Linked DNA regions of Mus musculus: region 1 is linked to region 2. Evidence: chromatin contacts called from public HiChIP or PLAC-seq data. All regions are on one chromosome and are shown on one strand. The core of a region is the stretch at or near the end of the contact, and the rest is flanking DNA. Distances in the headings are between cores, read along the strand shown.

Region 1 (5,166 bases), core at 269-2,768, 120 kb before region 2:
TAGCTTGCTCCTCACGGTTTGCTCAGCCTTCTTTTTTAATGAATGCAGGACCACCCATCTAGGGTGGACCATCTCACATCAACCATCACTCAAGAAAACGCTCCACAGGCCGATCTGATGGAGGAAGTTTTTCATTTGAGGTTCTCTCTTCCTGGCTGTCCTCAGCTTGTGTTGAGTTGACAAAATAAAAAATAACTAGGGGCTGGTGAGATGGCTCAGTGGGTAAGAGCACCCGACTGTTCTTCCGAAGGTCCGGAGTTCAAATCCCAGCAACCACATGGTGGTTCACAACCATCCATAACGAGATCTGACTCCCTCTTCTGGAGTGTGTGAAGACAGCTACAGTGTACTTACATATAATAAATAAATAAATCTTTAAAAAAAAACTAACCAGAATAAATATATAATACTAGTTAATATTTACCATTAGGAGCGGAAAGAAAGGGCCTGTGGCTAGCAGTGGCACTGCCTATCAATTCCAATTAGGAGTGCTTGGTGGATTACAGCCAATCAAATGACACAGCTTTCAGGCTTCCTGTTAGCATCGAAGAGATTCAAAGGTGTCCATCAGTGTTTCTGAAAACATGCTCCCAATGCCCACGCAGTCAGCCATGGGAGCTGAAGGACAGGGCTTGGCCACGCCCCCAGACAGCACTCAGACACTCTCACCTGTCACTAGCTTGATAGCAGTTTCTAGGCTCTCACCGGTCCCTGGCCACATGCCGCTCCTGCAGGTGACACACTGTCCCTCTGTCCCCCTACACGTGTCCTGCCTGCCCTGGTCACCTCCCTCAATGTCTTGGCCCTGTGTGTCTCCTGGCAAAGAGGTCCAACTTCCTAGAGCTCCTTGCCCACAATGGTCTCGGGGGAACCAGAATGTCTACTGCATGCCAGCCCAGCATGATATCACTGGACAAAGCCTGACTTCCAACATCAGGTCAACCCTGTCTCCTGGGAGATGCTTGCTCACGATTTCCATGGAACAAGCCTGGAACCCTCACAGGCCAGGCGAGTGCTATGAAGGGCTGAATCTCTGCAGCTTTGGGCCTCAGGACCATGATTTAATGGGTCCTAGAAGCAGAAACCTCCATCTGGTTGCCTGCCAGGCAACAGCTTTACTTGGTGAATCACGCTGTGTGGCTCGCTGCCAGCCACAGCACACGCTGGGGCCAGCCTCTGTCCCAACATGAAGTTCTTCCTAAACCTGGTAGCTGGGGAATTAGAAGCCACTCAGGAGTGCCCAGTGCCTTACACTGAAGTGTGCATGCTCTGGTGGGATCAGGGGAAGCCTTGTCAAGCTGCTTTAGAGATATAAGCTAAATGAAAGCTTATATTTCAGCTATGTTTCAGCTCTAAGCCTTCACGGAAGGGACTTGGATGGAGCTCAGCTGAGGGTTTTGAAGTGAGACCACTAGGTTTAGTGTAAGCCTTGTGTGTCCTGCCGACACCTGACCTCGGACTCAGAGCCTTCTAGACTGGAAGGAAACAGAGTCTTCATTTTGCTACCACTTGTGACCGTGCCTGTCAGCTCCAGGTGACTCATCAGAACAACTCTGCCTTTCCAGGAGTCAGGAGGTACCAGGGAGAAGTCAGACTGAAGATACAACCAGATGAAGTCTTGAATCCCCACTTGCCAGTGTCCTGGGGCCTCCAAGGGAGCCATGTTGTGTCTAAGTAAATGGCTCCCTGCATCCAGGTAAAGCCTGCCACAGTAGGTGCACAGCCTAGTGTTCTGCAGCAAGATGAGAGGCGGAGACAGAATCCCTGAAATCTCGTGTCTACACCCTACACCCTACACCCTGCACCCTGCACCCTGCACCCTATACCCAAAGCAGCTGTCTAGTGCAGGAAACAGCAAATGGCAAAGTCATCCTATCTCTAGCAAGGCAGAAGGGGAGAGCGAGCAACTGAGGCTGACCACTGACCTCCTCATGTGCACCATGCATGCACACCCGCACTCATATACGTGCACATACATCTGTGCACACACACGCACACACACACACACACACACACACACACATCACAAGGGCACATACTGAGGCCTCATCAGTGTGCTGGAGCACAGATGTGATAGCCTGAGATGGCCAGGCAGCATCTGCATTTTGACTGAGTGGAATACAGAAGACCAGAACTGGCTAAATGTGAATCATGTCCCAAGCCACAAGGACAAGGCCCCGTGCACACCCTGCTTGCTCACTGATGTGCACTCCTCCCATTTGTTGCTTGGCCCCAACTTGGCCATGCCCAGGATGGGCAGCTGAGAGCCTGGGTTTGAGGTTTCCCTTCTAGTCACTGAGCCCAGGTCCTAGCGTTTAGTTCTAGAAGCTTCCATATTCCTGTCTGTGCCTCAGGATGCAGGGGCCTGGAGCAGTACAAGAGGGCTATGGGAAAGCAGGTCTCGTTGCTGTGTTAGGTCCCTCACAGCATGGCCAACATGACCACAGCCATGGCTACACTGACCTGGGTAGAAATAGGGACTCAGGCCAAATCTCAGGAGCAGCTGGTCCAGGCTGCCCCACCTAAACTGCAAGCATCATAATGGATGGAGACCAGGGCACAGAGATGGTATCAGATGGGCTTCGGGAAAGCCGGCTCCTAGCTATCTGCAACCAGAGTCAGAATCAGCCTTCCTCAGCTGTTCTCAGGGTGGGTAGGGCACCTCATGCCTTACTGGGGCTCCTTCTGAAATGCGTATGACCTTCAGGTCGGCAAGGGAGGACGACAGATATGAAGCACAGGCAAAGCTGATAGCTGGACAGGGGCAGCCGCTCTCAGGAGCTCTTTAGCTTGGCCACCAATCACTGGCCGACTCCCACAGGCTGGGGCCAGCTCTCTCTAGAGGTCTTTCCCCTCAGTCCACTCCCCCATGACACAAGTCCCTTTCCACTGGCCCTGAATCCCACTCAACAGCAAGCCTGGGCTGAATGCCTCGGCCCATGATAGCTCGCCACGGAGGCCCTTGGTGGACAGGTGAGCAGAAGAAAAAGAGAGTTTCCCCGGCAGGATTCAGAGGTTTAAAATCGGAGCTAAAGTGGGGCCTGGATCTGGGGCCACACTGGTATATCTCCCCACGAGAACACAGCTCTCTCCACTCACACAGAAGATGGCTTGGTCTCAGACCTGTTTGAGAAGGCCAGACCAGATCTCCTTGAGCTGGCTACTGAGGAAGGCGTCTCCTCAGCACAGCCCGTTCCTGCCTCAGAGCAGACTCCAGGAAAAAACACGTCAGTGGAAAAGCCAGGCTCCTGCAGACAGGGAAGGCAGGATTAGGTAAACACTTGGCCTTCTTCAAATGCTGAGGTGCGGTTGGGAAGGGGAACCCGCCAGCGACTGGGGGTACACAGTGAAAGCTGAGTTTACAGTCTGTTTGGTCTTGTTGCCCCTTGAAACATTCAACAGCTTAAAAGCACATTTGGCTCCTGGCCCAGAGTCTGCAGCCGACCACGCCCCCTATCCCAGAAGCTTCAGCCTCCTCCGTGGCCCTCCTCCGCGGCACACACCAGCAAGAAGGCCTCTCCACCCTGGGGCCCTAGAGCAAGCAGAAGGTGCCAATCTCTGCCCTTCCCTTGAGAGCACTGGTCAGCCTCAAACCCGCAGGCACCAGAACAAGGGCAGCCTCGGGGTGGGGTGGGGTGGGAAATAGAAGGATGGCGCAAGGGGAGTCAAGGATGCTTGGACGGTCATTAGCCGTCAGTGCGGTGGGTGAACTTCCATCCTGGAAAGATGTTTGTTCTGGTTCTTTCTGGAAGGTCCCATTCTCTGTCTTTGGCTAACGTAGAGTCACAGGAGCCAGGGGCAAAGACCCAGAGCTAGGCTACCTGGCTGCACAACCCCGCTCGGCTGTCACGCTGCAGATGATCTTTGCTAGGTTGCTCAGCTCTCGGGGCCAGTTTTGCAAGCTCTCCAGATAGAAACAAGGTTCCCAGCCTCCAGTACCTTGAGGTGGGCAGGCACAGCACAGAGCCACTGCTGCTGGTGTCCTGTCTGCAAAGACACTCCACCAAAACAGCTTGCTTCCTCCTGTCCAGATAACACCCTTACGTGACAGCTGTGTCCCTGCTCCCAAACCCCAAAGCTCACTCTTAAATGAAAAGGGAGTGTTTTCCCATGTAGGGAGATCAAGAAACACCTCCTCCACTTCCTGTATGGTAAGGCTTTGGCCTGCCCAGCATCGCCTGCACCTCAGATCTCAGACACATTGCAAGGAAATAGACAAGACTCAAACTGTGCAGGGTAGCCTCAGCATAGCCCTCTGGAATACAAGAGCATTGGGTTAGAGCTGGCCAAGGGAGCAAGGAAGAGCATGAAGTGAGTCCCTAGTAAGCCCCCAAGACCCAGACAGTGTGAAGGCCCAGGGTAAAGAACATTAGCTCATGGTTCATAGTGAGCTCCTGAGATGGCAGGGGAAAGCTGGGGCCAGGGTGTCCCAGGAGCCAGGGTTACAACTTCCTGTCTATCCATATCTGTAGTCTCTCAGCTCAGGTAGGAGTTGGGGAGCATGAGGCTCCCCTCCCTCCCCATCTCTGAGGGGGAGTCAAAGCACTTACTAGATAAGGTGAGACAACTTGTGTCTTTGCCTCCATGGAGAAAGCAGTGACTGCAACGAATTACAGGCCAGAGGGGCTACAGCCCTGGCCAAAGGGACCTGAGTTCAGCATGGTTCCCTGAAGCACTTGAGCAGACATTTCACACAGCCCTTGATGCGCAGCTCCACAGTGGTGGCCTCTTTGTACCCATTTTACAGATGTGAACACTGAGCTCCACATCCTCAGTCAGGAAGACCACATAAAGACCATCCAGGAAGAGCTGAAAGTCTACAGTCTATACACCTTCTCTTCCTCTCTGTATAGCTTTGCAAGACCCTGGTATGCACAACATTCCTTGAACTTCAGGGAAACCCCAAGACTCAGATCCAAACTAGTGAGACCAAAAGGACCCATGCCTCAGGGAGCCAGCAGATGCCAGAGACTGTTTGCCAAGGCCACTGTGGCTGGGCTCAACTTGTGCCATGAAGATGAACAGGCCACTGTCACAGAAGCCTCTACTGTGGCCCTGGGAGTGTCCTCCCTAGCTGCCTCCCTCAGAGTGTCTTCATGCTATACAGGGTCTCTGAGAGGCTGTGGCATCCCAGGCTTCCCCAAAACCCCTTGGAAGCCCTGTGGA
Region 2 (5,048 bases), core at 1,365-3,864:
TGCCGTGCCCTGTCATCCAAATGAAAAGACAGGTGCAACCTGAGCCCTGACTCTGGGCAGAGACCGCACCCTCCACAAACCCTACTACAGGCCTGGGTCACCCCATGCTGCAGATACTGAAGCCCAGGCCCAGGTCGCCCCACGCTGCAGATCCTGAGGCACAGTTCTGAGAGCCAGGTACTTCTCAGGCCAGTCTTGGCCTCACTGTATCAATTTGTCCTCAGACATGGAGAAGCCAGAATCAAGAGGAAGGGGCAAGATAATGAAGGGACCTCAAAGACCACCAAATGTCATTCCCTTCCTAAGACAGACAGCACCTGTGTCTCACATTCCTGTTAAAAGATGCACAGAATGTCCAAAGAGGATCAGTGTTTGTGCGGAGTCCCTGGGGGTGTAGGCATCTTTGCATGTGGCCCAGACAGTGTATTAGTCGCCTACCACAGATGCTATGATAAAATACCATGAGCTGGGCTACTTCTAGAAGGAAGGACTTATGGTACCGGAGAGAGTCCCCCATGGTAGGGAGCATGGCAGCAGGCGACTGGAACAGGAAGTTTGGCGATCACATCTTCAATCACAAACATGAAGCAGAGAGAGCATTCTATAAGTGAGGTGAAGTTATGAAATCCCTGCCCCTGTGACTCACTTCCACCAGCAATGCTGTGCCTCCTAAACCTCCACAAACAGCGCCACCATCTGGACACTAAATGCACGAGCCTATGGGGAACACTTCTCATTCAAACCATCACACCTAAGCTGCCAGCCGCCTGGAAAAGTCACCTCGGGTCACAATCAGAGCTCCATCAAGTAGAGCACCTCACACCAGACAGCACATCCATGGACCAGGAGAGACAGGTCATCCAGATCAAGAACATTCAGACAGTGAAAGGCACAGTCTACCCATTTCAGGGGAAATAAAGCAAACATATTTCTTATTAATAAGTGAAGCACAAAAAGACTCTTTGAGCACAGCCAGGCAGATCAGGGAGCTAGGACACATTCATGGTGTAGAACATGGGGGTGACATTCAGAGATCATTTCAAGAGCCGGGCAGCTAAGCTAAGCCACAACTATAATGAATCCACACTACTGTCAGCCAGAGTCCCACACTGAAGGGAATATAGCAGTGTGTGCCCCTCAGACTCTGCTAAGGAGAAAGTCATAGCCATGAATGATGAGGTCAGGAAACCTATCATACAAAGATGTGGTTTATTGTGTTATTTAGAGAGAAAAAATTCAAAGTACACAAACATTCCACAGGGAAAAATGGTTAGTCTATGAGCTATCTGCCTGAGGCAGGACCCCATAGACTAGAAGACTAGGACGGGAGCTGTCTGCATCACCTGCAGGTGGGGCCTCCTGGTAAGAAAATGTGAACTGAATGACAGGTGGTGGTGTGTCCATCAGCTTTAACAACCAAGCTGTGACACCCACAGAAACAAGCCAGACAGGTGACATTTCTCCCCACCCTCACCCCCAACCCCCCACCCCTCCCACCCCCGAGCCGAGCTATCCAGTCTACACTGAGATGCATCCTTCTGAACAGGCTCTAGGAGTCTAGATGCACCGGAGAGAAACCACAGAGGCGGCTGGTGCTGTGTAACCGTTCGACGGAGGGAGGAAGATCCTGCAGACACACGACTGACCTCACCTTTATGTTCCTGCTGCTTCCCTCTGCCACACTGACCAGTGGCTCCGGCAAGATTCCCAGATGCCTCCCAGGACCAGTGCTCACTAAAGAGACAGTGTGACCCAAAGGAGCTTTCATCTCACAGCCTCACAGCCTCCTGCTATCTCTTTATAGGAGAAGTTGACCTGGAGAAAACCTAATCCTCAGAGCTACAGAGTAGAGAAGAGGTGAGGGCCTGGGATCCCCGACTCAGCTTATCATCCTGAGCATAAAGCAAAGTCAGAAAGCTCAGACCTGGTCCCAGTGTCAGCTAACCATGAATTTCAGGTTCCTGGGCTTTAGTTTCCTCATCTCTAAAGTGGATCCTTGCCGGGTGAGGCTACTGTGGCAATGAGATGCAATAATAACCTATATGCATGAGCTACCTAATGCCTAAGACAGGCCACCTCATAGCCCACCCGATGGTCTCTAGGGTTTCACATACATATACCTACTGCTTCCTGAGGCTTCACCCTCCACATCCTGCTTTTTACTATTTGTTCTTTCTGGGGCTTTGCCTTTGCACAGGACACCTTCAGCCATAGCCTGACACTTCTAGTCGTGTACACCTAACACCAGAAGAATGGCTTCATTCGCTCTCAGCAGGCAACAGAAAGATGGATCCATGGCGGGGAAGGAGCTTCCTTTTGTGGCTCCTGCTTAGCAACACCCAGAATGCATCCTGGGTGCAGCCAGAGCCCTAGCATAACATGCACCAAAGTGGCCCCTCACCCCAGCCCCATTTTCACCTAGGACAGCAGCCAACTCTACCCTTCCACTGATCCTGCTCTCTCCCTACACATTGCCTCAGAGCCTACGAGGCCCCATTCTGGGCTTAGAGACAACATTTCCATGCAGGCCAGAGCAGCCAGGGCCCCCTCCTCATTAGTTGAGGGCTCCCAGTTGAGCTGTCACTGGTGGCCAGACGCCAACTCCCCCCAGGCCTGAGCTGCGATGACATCATCCTGGCGTGTGAGGCAGTTAAGTAGAAGCAGATGTCAGCCTCTGTCCTGGGCCAGGGCACCCTAGGAAACTTCTGCGAACAGTCAGTCCATCACGATCACCTACCATCCACAGAGTAGAGCCAAGGTGATCAAAGGTATCAGGATGGTAGTCCCCAACATGGAGCCTAGAGCCTGCTAGGTCCTAGGAAATGCCTAATTAAGTAAGGGCTGTCCTGGAAGACGTTCACCGGTAAGTTTATGTCCTCTTAGAACTCAGAATGGGGCCTTGTTTAGAAAGAGGCTTTGTAGATGTGACAGTGAAGGGCTGGACCTGATAAACCCTGGACCCAAGGACAAATCTTGCTAGGAGGAGGGGAAGACCAGAGGCTTTGAAGCCAGGAGAAGATGGAATTTGGAGTGATGATTTACAAGTCAGGCATGCCTGGGAACCCAGAAAGTGGGAGGGCAAGACAGGAGTCTCCTCCCCATCTGTGATGAGTTGGAGAGCTGAGAAGAGGAGAGTGTGGCAGGGGCGGTGGGTAGGGCACTTAATGTTAGATCTCCCTTGATAGATCTCTCCAAAGCTTGAAGGAAATGCTCTCTGTGTTTTGCCCCTTGATTCACTGTCTTCTGTTACAGCAACCCTGGACAGCTCACACAGTAAGCTGAAGGTGCATGCCATGACACCTCAATGGATCCTCAAAGGTCTTAGCAATAGGTGCTGGCAGGATGGTTCAGTGGGTAAAGGTGCCTTCTGCCAAGCATGAAGTTCTGAGTTTAATCCCTTGGGACCCACACAGTGGAAAGAGATAACCAACTTCAGCAAGGTCATCCTGACTTCTACAGTCATGCAGTGGAATCCACACATCATGTGAGAATATGCACATGTGTGTACACACAAGGGCACTTACAGATAGATAGATAGATAGATAGATAGATAGATAGATAGATAGATAGATAGATAGACAGATACATACATACATACATACATACATACATACATACATACATACACACACAGACATTTAGACAGATAAATGTTTAAAACTAAAATGGCTAGCACCAGGTCACAACTGAGCATAATCTAATAAGACAGGAAATTTTACAAAATGTAAACATATATAAGTACTGAAGAAAAAGAAACATAGACCTGCTAAGTAGCAAACAAACTGTGGTAGATATACACCCTGGTGTCTAAGTGGTAAACTTAAGGAATAAACGTGGTCTGACAGACTTGGAGCAGGAGAGACTCGAACATCAGTTTTTACAGGAAGCACACAAAACAGAAGGGTCTGCAGACAGGAAGTAGACCATATAGAAGATTTTAAATGTAAAAAGAGAGTGGACGCCAGGAGCTGGGTGCTGGGTGCCGGGCCACATGCCTAGAATTCCAGCATCAAGGAAGCTGTCTTGATTACTTTATTGTTGTTTTGATAAAATATCCTGACCGAGGCAACTTAGGGGAGAAATTATTTATTTCAGCTCACAGTGCACTGCTGAGGACAGGCACCGCATCAGGACCTGGGACAGCTGGTCACATCGCATTACAGTCAACAGACAGCGATAGTCACTTACATCTGGCTCACTCTCTCCTTTTATCCTGTCTAGGATCCCAGCGGAGGGAATGGAGCTGCCCATAGTGGACTGGGTGGGCCTTTCCACCTCAGTTAACCTAAACAAGATCATCCCCTCTGAGGTGGTTCACAACCCAGATGATCTAGACATCACATTGACATTGAGATTGCCCATCCCAGAGGCTGAGGCAAGAGGATGATGGGTCCCAGGCAGCCTCGGATGTTGTAGTAAGAGCCTAGCTTTAAAACAAACAAAAAAGTGCAACGTGTGAAAGGGATCCCAAATAAAATATGTCTGAAGACAAAATGCACACACACTTCGACCTCCGTGTTAAGACCAATTTACCCAAAAAAGCAAACAAAGCAATCTGTAAACTTCAGGCATCCTCAAAATCAAATGTAAAATCCCAAACCCTTTATGTCTTTACTCGCAGGAGAGTTCTTGAAGCAGACTACCAGACCAGAAGTCTGCAGGAAATCAGGAACAGCCAGACTCAGTGGCTCTGTGACTGTGGCCCTCAGTGGCTGTCCCCAGTGGCTGTGACCCCTGATAGTTATAACCACCATAGTTCTGCCCCTCCCCCAGTGGTTATGGCCTCCGGTAGTTACAGCCCTGGTGGGTAGGGCAATTGGTGGCTGCAGGCTGCTTGGTTCTCCGAAGCTCATGTGGAAGTTTTGGTGAAACTGGCTCTGCCCTAAGAAAAAACAATCTCAAACGTCTCAAGGAACAGAAATAACCAGGGTGTGCTTTCTGATCTCAACTTAGAGGAGACCCTATAGTTGGGGTTCACACACGCTGTGACACGGCTTGCTTTCAAGAAAACCACAATGAGAAGTCAAGTACAGTCTTACCGAAGACTA

The links. HiChIP or PLAC-seq counts read pairs in DNA pulled down with a chosen protein or histone mark.
Region 1: a contact with region 2 is called in a CTCF HiChIP or PLAC-seq map of the NIH/3T3 cell line, with 12 read pairs. The contact joins two enhancer-like sites. A contact is called at or near these places in 1 of 15 datasets of contacts at CTCF or cohesin (the NIH/3T3 cell line), 1 of 484 Hi-C or Micro-C datasets (uterus) and 2 of 115 datasets of contacts at active chromatin or transcription factors (embryonic stem cells and pancreatic cancer cells).

What each region holds. Positions count from the first base shown.
Region 1 is chr2:27,932,668-27,937,833 of GRCm38.p6, reverse strand. All of the region lies in intron 4 of Col5a1 (collagen, type V, alpha 1), which reads right to left. Among named protein-coding and RNA genes, the nearest start is that of Col5a1, 49 kb to the right of the region's middle. Within about 2 kb of position 1,518, at least 75 of the 459 cell types and tissues checked have an H3K27ac peak or open chromatin away from gene starts, as enhancers often do. A contact at or near this core is called in the NIH/3T3 cell line and uterus, where this site is marked.
Region 2 is chr2:27,811,092-27,816,139 of GRCm38.p6, reverse strand. No RefSeq gene overlaps it. Among named protein-coding and RNA genes, the nearest start is that of Gm39777, 25 kb to the left of the region's middle. Within about 2 kb of position 2,614, at least 66 of the 459 cell types and tissues checked have an H3K27ac peak or open chromatin away from gene starts, as enhancers often do. A contact at or near this core is called in the NIH/3T3 cell line and uterus, where this site is marked.